Linked DNA regions of Sus scrofa: region 1 is linked to region 2. The links are chromatin contacts, called in public Hi-C maps. All regions are on one chromosome and are shown on one strand. Each heading gives the region's core, a stretch centred on a gene start, on an enhancer-like site or on the middle of the called end of the contact. The rest is flanking DNA. Distances are from core to core; before and after follow the strand shown.

The links. A called contact is a pair of places that touch in the nucleus more often than the background predicts.
Region 1: a Hi-C map of embryonic fibroblasts shows a contact between it and region 2, with 2.0 times the contacts expected there. The contact joins the promoter of VPS36 here to the promoter of THSD1 in region 2. A contact is called at or near these places in 8 of 47 Hi-C or Micro-C datasets (brain, embryonic fibroblasts, heart right ventricle and 4 more) and 1 of 2 datasets of contacts at active chromatin or transcription factors (skeletal muscle).

The regions. Positions count from the first base shown.
Region 1 is chr11:15,732,977-15,736,940 of Sscrofa11.1, forward strand. VPS36 (vacuolar protein-sorting-associated protein 36) reads right to left here and starts at 2,493. Exons shown (of 13, transcript XM_005668376.3): 1 at 2,316-2,493. The coding sequence starts at 2,411.
Region 2 is chr11:15,696,467-15,700,006 of Sscrofa11.1, forward strand. It overlaps THSD1 (thrombospondin type-1 domain-containing protein 1), which reads right to left and starts at 1,565. Exons shown (of 6, transcript XM_005668378.3): 1 at 992-1,565.

The DNA.
Region 1 (3,964 bases), core at 1,243-3,742, 37 kb after region 2:
TGGGAGTCTGATGAGTAGTTAACTCCAGGCTCTCCTGATAACTAACTCAGTGGCTTTTAGCCAAGTCATGTCTTCTCAGAGAATTCTTTTCTCATTCAGGAAAATACTCACCTCAAATGCCATGGAGGGGATTAAATTACATAAAGCTCCTGGCACATAGTACATACTCTGGTTTTGTTCTCTTTTAATGTATTTCACACCCAGGATGAGCCAGAAAGATACAAGGGTGAGTAGGCAGCATCCAATGGCCTCTTAGACAGCCCTGTGCACACGGGCCTGGGGAACGTACTGGGTGCAAAGCTGAGAAGTTAGAGAAGGGAGCCAATGAAAGATGCTGAAAGGGAACCAGCTCAGCTTCCGAGAGAGAGTCCTCAGACCACGTGAGGTCTGGCTGCCCTCCAGCAGAGAGAGGAAGCCAGGACACAAGACTTTCCACGGGAATCAGTCTGGCCCTCAGTCCCACTGGGAGCAGCTCTGCAGATGACTGAGCAGATCCAGCCCGGGGACCACAGTGCTGGGCAGCCTGCCTGATTTCAAGACACCTAGGCCCTCCCTCACCAGCCCCAGCTTCCGGAACAGTTAGGAATTTCTGACTGACAACCAGGTCCTACAGTATAGCACAGGGAACTATATTCGATATCTTATAACAACCTATAATAGAAAAAAATCTGAAAAAGAATACACATCTATCTTTACACATGTGTATGTACAACTGAATCACTTTGCTGTAGACCTGAAACTAACACAACGTTGTAAACTACCTATACTTCAAGTTTAAAAAATGGTTATAAAAAAAATTCTTAACTAGATCAACTAAGTTTTCCCCATGACATTTTCTTAATCCTCTGATACATATATCTACTTGTCTGCTAAAACAAGAAGCAAAAAAAAGTAAAAGAAAAAATAGAATGTGCTGGTTCAACAATGGTTTTTCATACAAAGGTACAAACGATTTTGTTTTTTTTATTGGTTTTGAAGATACCACAGTTAAATTCTGTGCCAGCCAAGGTATTCTAATTTGCATACTGGAATTCCAGAAAAGGGCAGAGCCTGTGGCTCTGCAAAAGCCTGACTTGCCAGCAGGGAGAGGCTTGGGGAGTCTCTGAAGACCAACCTGCCAATGTCCAGAATTACAGTTGGGCGGGTGGGGAAAACCTCCAGCTCCCCGAGGGCCAGGGCTGGGGAGGGGGGTTGATTTGTTTCCCATTTACGACAAGAGTTCCAAAGGTGTAACCTCGGTTTGAAAACCCAAAAACCTTTAGCTTGTTGCTCCAACCAAAAGATGCCAGCCCAATACAAGATCAAATTAATGAAAGGACTGAAGCAGTAAACAGAGTTGAGGCCAACGAAATGATTTAAGGAAAAGACTTTGACTCCAAAATGGAAATATGAAACAATGCCCTCCAAGAGGCAGAGAACCTTGGGCCCTCGGTCCCGTCAGCCTTGCCTCCGAAGGAAGGTTGTGACCCAGGCCCTCTGCTACCTTCAAGGCAGGAGGCCTCCAGCTTCTGCAAAGCATGATCAGGAAAAGCTGAGTCCAGGAACCCATGCAAAAGTACAACAGGAAGTTCCTCTAACGAAACTGCAAGGAAGTAGAGGGTGCAGGGAAAACTTGTGCAAACGAAAAACGCTGGGGAGGAAACGGGTTTTTAAATTTTTTTTTCCTAATTCCAGCTTATACATTTCCCCAGAACAGGATGACAGTTTGCAGTTTGAGAGAAGTCTCCAGGGAATGTCTTACACAGTATTTTTCCCTCTCAGTTTGCAAACAGATCTCCTAAGGTTTAAGCTCGGGTGACCAGGCATGGCCTACTACATCGCTGTACAAAGCAAATCATCAAAACCCTTTTCTTAGGTCACCCCCTCCCCCCAAAAAAACCCGCAGAGCCTTTGGCCAAGGCGTCCCAAGGAGAGGCTGACACCTCCTTTCGAGGTCCTTCCAAAGCCGTCCCCCAGACGCTCCGGCCGCGACAGCCGGGAGTCCCCCGGGCGCCCCCAGGTCCCAGCGCCGAAGCCACGCCCGGTTCGCGAGCGCAGGACCCGGGGCCTCCCGACGAGGGCGGAACCGGCCTGCCCGCCGCCCGTCCGCCGCGATCGGGGCGCTGAATCCGGGTTCCCAGACCGCGCCGCGCTCGGCCCGCGCCCTCCGAGCGGCCCGAAGGAGTCTCTCCCGGGCCGGAGGGGCCGCCACCCACCGCGTCCCCGGGAGCCGTTCCAAAGTCGGGCCGAGCCGAGCGCCGGACGGGCTCCGGCGGGCGGGGGCGGCGCCGAGAGTCGAGCCGGGGGCCGGGGAGCGACCCGGGCCGCCTCCCTACCTTCTCCTCGCCGTCGTAGATGCGCACCCCGCGCTGCTGGATCACCAGGGTCTCGTTGATCTCCAGGAGGCCGCTGGTCCACACGAAGCGGTCCATGGCCGCCGCCTGGCCGGCCCCCGCCTCACTCCCGCGCTGGCGCTCCGGGGCGGCCAGCCGAGCGCCGGGCAGCCTGCGGCGCCCTCTGGCGGCAGGCGGAGAGGAGGCCGGCAGGGAGGGAGAGGTCCAGCCCGGCCGCCCTGGGGAGCGCGCGCCGCCGGGGGGCGGGAGGGCGCCCGGAGACCTGGAGACAAGCTTGGCGCGCCCTCTGGTGGTACATCCGCCAATGGCCCGGGGGGAACTTCCACCCCATCCTTTGTCCAGATGGGGCACAAACCCAGATCTTACAAAGGACTTCGAGGGAGCCCAGATTGCAGCCTGGACCTCCTTATTGTGCATTATTCCTGCATATTTGTGCCATTTCCTTCTCAGTGCCCAGCATGCTGTCATATTCATTCAAAGCTGTAAATGATGACTTTTTTCCCTAATGAATATTTATGACCTGAATTCTTTTCACATAGCTTCAGTCAGTGTATAAGTACTTATTTTGTGCTCTCCTCTTTTTTCCCATTAAAATCATCTTTATTTAAACACTTGCATTAACATAGACCTCATGAATTTACTCCAGATAATATTCAGTGTGTAGATGTCTTAAAATTTACCTGTGGGTTGGTCCCCACAAACTGGTCCCTGAGTGCTACTCCCATCTGCTGGGCCTCTTGCTGCTGTCCCTTTCATTTCTTTAGATATTTTACATTATAAATGAAGCACCTATATTTGTACTTCTGCAACTGAAATGCATTTTCCCCTTTAGGATTATTTTCTTAAAGTGTCTTCCCAAAGTAGAATTACAGCTTTAAAGAGACCCTGCTACATACTGGGGACTTATTTAGCTAGGATGTGCTGCCACCAGCAAGTCAGTCTTTACCCAGGCCAAGTCGCTTTGACTACATTGAGTGTTATCCCTTCTGTAAATTTTTTTACCACTCAACTGTTTATTCTTGTTTCCTTTGTGTGTGTGTGTGGATGAGGCTATTTCTGAATATCTGTTATTCTTTGATTATCTTTTAATCCAAAGGAAATCATCTCCCTGAAGCTAACAGCTCACACTGTACAAAATTGCTCAGGAACATGGGACAATTCATTGAGACCAAAGTAACACAGGTCAGGGGAGGAAAGGGTGCAGAAAAGGAGGTGGAGCTGCTGGGGAGGTTGGGCGACAGCAGGAGGGTGTGGAATCCTGGAAACCAAGTGGAAAGAGGGTACAGGCGGAAGGACGGGTGGGTCAGGGGACTGATCACTGCTTTTACCCTGTGGATGTTTGGTGGCCTTGGCAGGAGTGGGTCCAGTGGGGTGGTGGAAGACCATCTTCGTGGAGTGATTTTTTTAAAAGAGAAAAAGAGGAGAGGACTTACAGGCAGGGAACTAGACGAGCCTTTGGAAGAATTTGGTTGGTTTGGTTTTTATGTGTTGGTTTCTTTGCCCAGAAGCAGAAGGGGAAGTGAGATTGCCAGAGAGTTTGGTTGGTTGGTTGGTTGGTTGGTTGGTTTTTAAGGCGGAACAAATAATATGTGTGACTGCTGAGAGCAGTGATCGAAGTCAAAAACCTGATA
Region 2 (3,540 bases), core at 315-2,814:
ACCAACAGGACAGAATAGCGTGATAATCTATAGTTATAGCTGCATGGAAATAGGATGGCTTATTTTATAAATCATAGTATGGTTTCCATAGCACGGACTTTTTTTTTTAATGTTCTCAAGCTTTTGAAAATAAGTGATTTTTTTTTTTTTTAACTAGCTCAACCAATACTTTGAAGGTGTTAACAGACCCGCCAGGCTAGAATGGAATGCTGAGTAAAAAAGCACTACATTAAAAAAGAAGATAGCATGCTTCTTTAATTTTTTTTTTTTTTAACCTTGCTTGCTTATTTCCTTCCAACATTTTGTTTCCAATACCAGGACTGGCTACTTACCATGTTTGGTTTAAGAACCGTTTTGAGAAAGTAAGAACTTAGATATATTTTATACACATTTTCCAAAATATCTATATAGCATTCACATACATAAACGTTTAAAGACAATTCTAAATGTTATCAGAGAGTAGGGAGAAGCTGTGAATATTCTCAATAGTTAATAGCATCACGCCAAACTCAGCTATTTTTGCTGAAATCTGTATCCCCTACGGTGTCTTCAGAGCTGCATAAATAAATAAATAAATAGAAACACGCTAAAGTCCGCGGGGCCAATGCTTTATGAAAGAATAAAAGGAAAAACAAAAAGGAGCAAAGTGATCTTTTCCCTTCTGAGAAACACGCTCACGCTCTAATAACGTTTCTGAGGACGCTATTCCTAATTCCAAATTGGTGTAAAGAGGTTGGCTTTACACGAATATTCGGCCGAGGCGGCTGCGCCTGGTCCCACGGGCTGGATGCAGCTTCCCCACAACTACTCAGCTGCGCTCTCCCCGCGTCCCTCAGCTTTGCCAAGGCCAGTACGTCAAGTTCATGCTCGGCAATCTAGCGCGGCCGGTGTCCTCCGCCCCAAGTTCTCTTAAAATGAGGACCCTTTCGAAATGCATACATCTCACAGTGTTTGTATCCCAGAAAAGATTTCTTTATGGAAAGAAGCAAACCTGTTCTGAAACGCTGAGTATCCCAGACGCTGTTCTTCAAGGTTCCCAACTATGCGACTCAACACCCGTCTACCTTCGGCCTCAGTCCCTCGGCCACACCTGCGCTCAGGAAGCTCCGGGTTCAAGGTTAAGTCCCGGATTCCGAGATGCGGAGACACTTTTCAACGCGCGTCCTGGGAGCTGATCACCAAGGGAGAGGGACGCGCCACCGTCCACCTGTGCCTTTCGGTGGCGGGGAGGGCGAGGCGGCAGGGTCCCGGGGCCGCCGGGGACCCCGCGGCAGGGGAGCCCGCGGGTCGCCTCTGGAAGGCTCCTCTTACCTCTGAAACGCGCGAGCGCAGCGGCGCGGGGCGGCGGGCGAGTGGCGAGGCGGACGGCGAGGCTGCGCGCCCAGCATCCCGCGTTCCGGGACTGCACCCCCGCCGCCGAGCGCGGCTCCCGCAGCCCCGCCCGGGTCCGCCCCCGACGGCGCGGGAAGGGCGGCACCCGGCGGGCGGGGGCCTTGGCGAGCCCGCGAGAGCCGCCCCGCCCGGTCTGGGCAGCGCATCCTTTCCTGCCCGCGCCCGGCTGGCCCGCTGCTGATCAGGAAACCAGGCAGGAAACGCGCGGCCGGCCAGGGCCTGCGGGGAGGGAGTGCGGGCCCCCAAGCACACACATCCAGGGCCGGCCGGCGGGAGCCGGATTTAAGGGCGAGCTCCCCACATTTCCTATTCAATCACTTCTCTCTCCTCCGCCCCCTTGTCACAGGCTTCTGGGGGACCCCCAAGTCAGTCACTGAGGTGGCGTAACTGGTGGGCTGCCAACTTGGTTCCCCTCAAAATTTGGTTTCCCAAAGGCCATTGAAGAGATTCAAAAGAGAACAGTTCAGGTAAGGTGTATATCTTGCTTTTTTCTTTCTCAGGAGCCAGAAGTGGTTATTCAATTAAAAATAGCATTTTAAAAACTCTAATCCGGAAGTGTTAAATTTGTGCTTTTAAAAGAATTCCAGAGGATAGAGTTCCACCTTAACAGCCGGGCTTGTTTTTGAATAGGCTGTAAAGTGCAATGCAGCTTACCATTAACATACTAATGCGTGCTAACAGAAATCGGTGCCCCGACGTGGCCCCCGGGGAGCTGGTGATTGGAAAGAGGCACCAGAAAACTTTGGGGGATGACAGATATCTTCGATTGGTTGGGGTGTGAATTACATGGATGTATTAGGCATTTGTCAAAACATGTAACTCAAAGACTGCATTTCACTGTAAAATTTACCTCATTAAAAAAAAAAAAAAAACTCAATACACCATTTGCACATCCTCAAATCTGTCACTCAATCTTTTAAAAGGTAACACAATTATTTGATTATCAGAGCTATCAGGTTATCAGAGGTACCAAACCAGCAAAGCATCTGTCTTATCAAATAATTAATGCTAGGAGTACTGATTAAATCCATCCAGTTTCAAAAAAGGCTTTAACGTGTTAGCTAAAAAAAAAAAAATGTACAATGTGAGAGCTGTGGGGTTTTCTCTGGAGCAAAATGAGAACTATAGCCCAGGAACTTCTCTGAAGAGGTGGGGGGGAGGGTAGGAGTAGGTCTGTATATACGTAATTTTGCAGGGGCATACGTGCATCCAAACACACATTTTGGCAGAGGCTTGCTGCTATCAAGAGAAGGTTGCTGCTAGTCACAAGGAGCAGATAGATGTCTCTGTTAATGATTGCGGTGCTTTTCTAGATCTAAGATGCCAAAAAAATTGGGCTCATAAAATCTGGAGTTCCCACTTCAGTGCAGTAGGGAAGGATCCAGAGTTGCAGCAGCTGTGGTGTAGGTCGCAGCTGCAGCTTGGATTTGTTTCCTGGCCCAGGAATTTCCACATGCCACAGGTGTGGAAGTGTGGAAAAAGAAAAAAGAAAATCTTCACCCGAAAATATCTGTCCGAAGGTCCGTTCTGCGGGTTTTTCCCAGAGCAGAGAGGGCCTCAGGCCTGATCTTCACCCTGAACTCCTTTCAGGCATGCTGCAGGTCAGTGACTGAAGTGACTGGTGACTTACTCCTTGTAGAGGCAGATGGCAAATGACCATTTTTAGTGGGCAGAGTTTCGCTGTCCGAATTGTCCAGTCCAACATCTATTCCGTCAACTCAAGTTGAGAACTCCTTTTAAAACTACATGCCCTAGGCCCAGCCATTTTTGGTTTTGAAAGTGCAAGCTCAGTGGAAAGAGTGGGCTCTGGAGTTAAAGCTGAAATTCATTCCAGCCCTGCCTCTCTAACCTTGGGAATGCTTAAGCCCACCTATCCTCCACGATACAAGGCTTGTAATAAATAAGACTTATATTGAGGTTCTGTGGTGATTGAGTGAAACATGTAGAAAACAACTTGTTCAGTAGTGATCTTGCAGACACACTCCGTCTAGAAACCCATGCTGCCTAAATCCAGGTGTAAGAGGCTGGATCCGTGTGCTTGGTCATTTTTGCCTTAATTAGAATACTTGCCAAACTATATTACTGTTTATTGGACAATTAAGATAGTTTCTAAAAGAAGGCAACACAGATTGAAGAAAAAACAAAGCT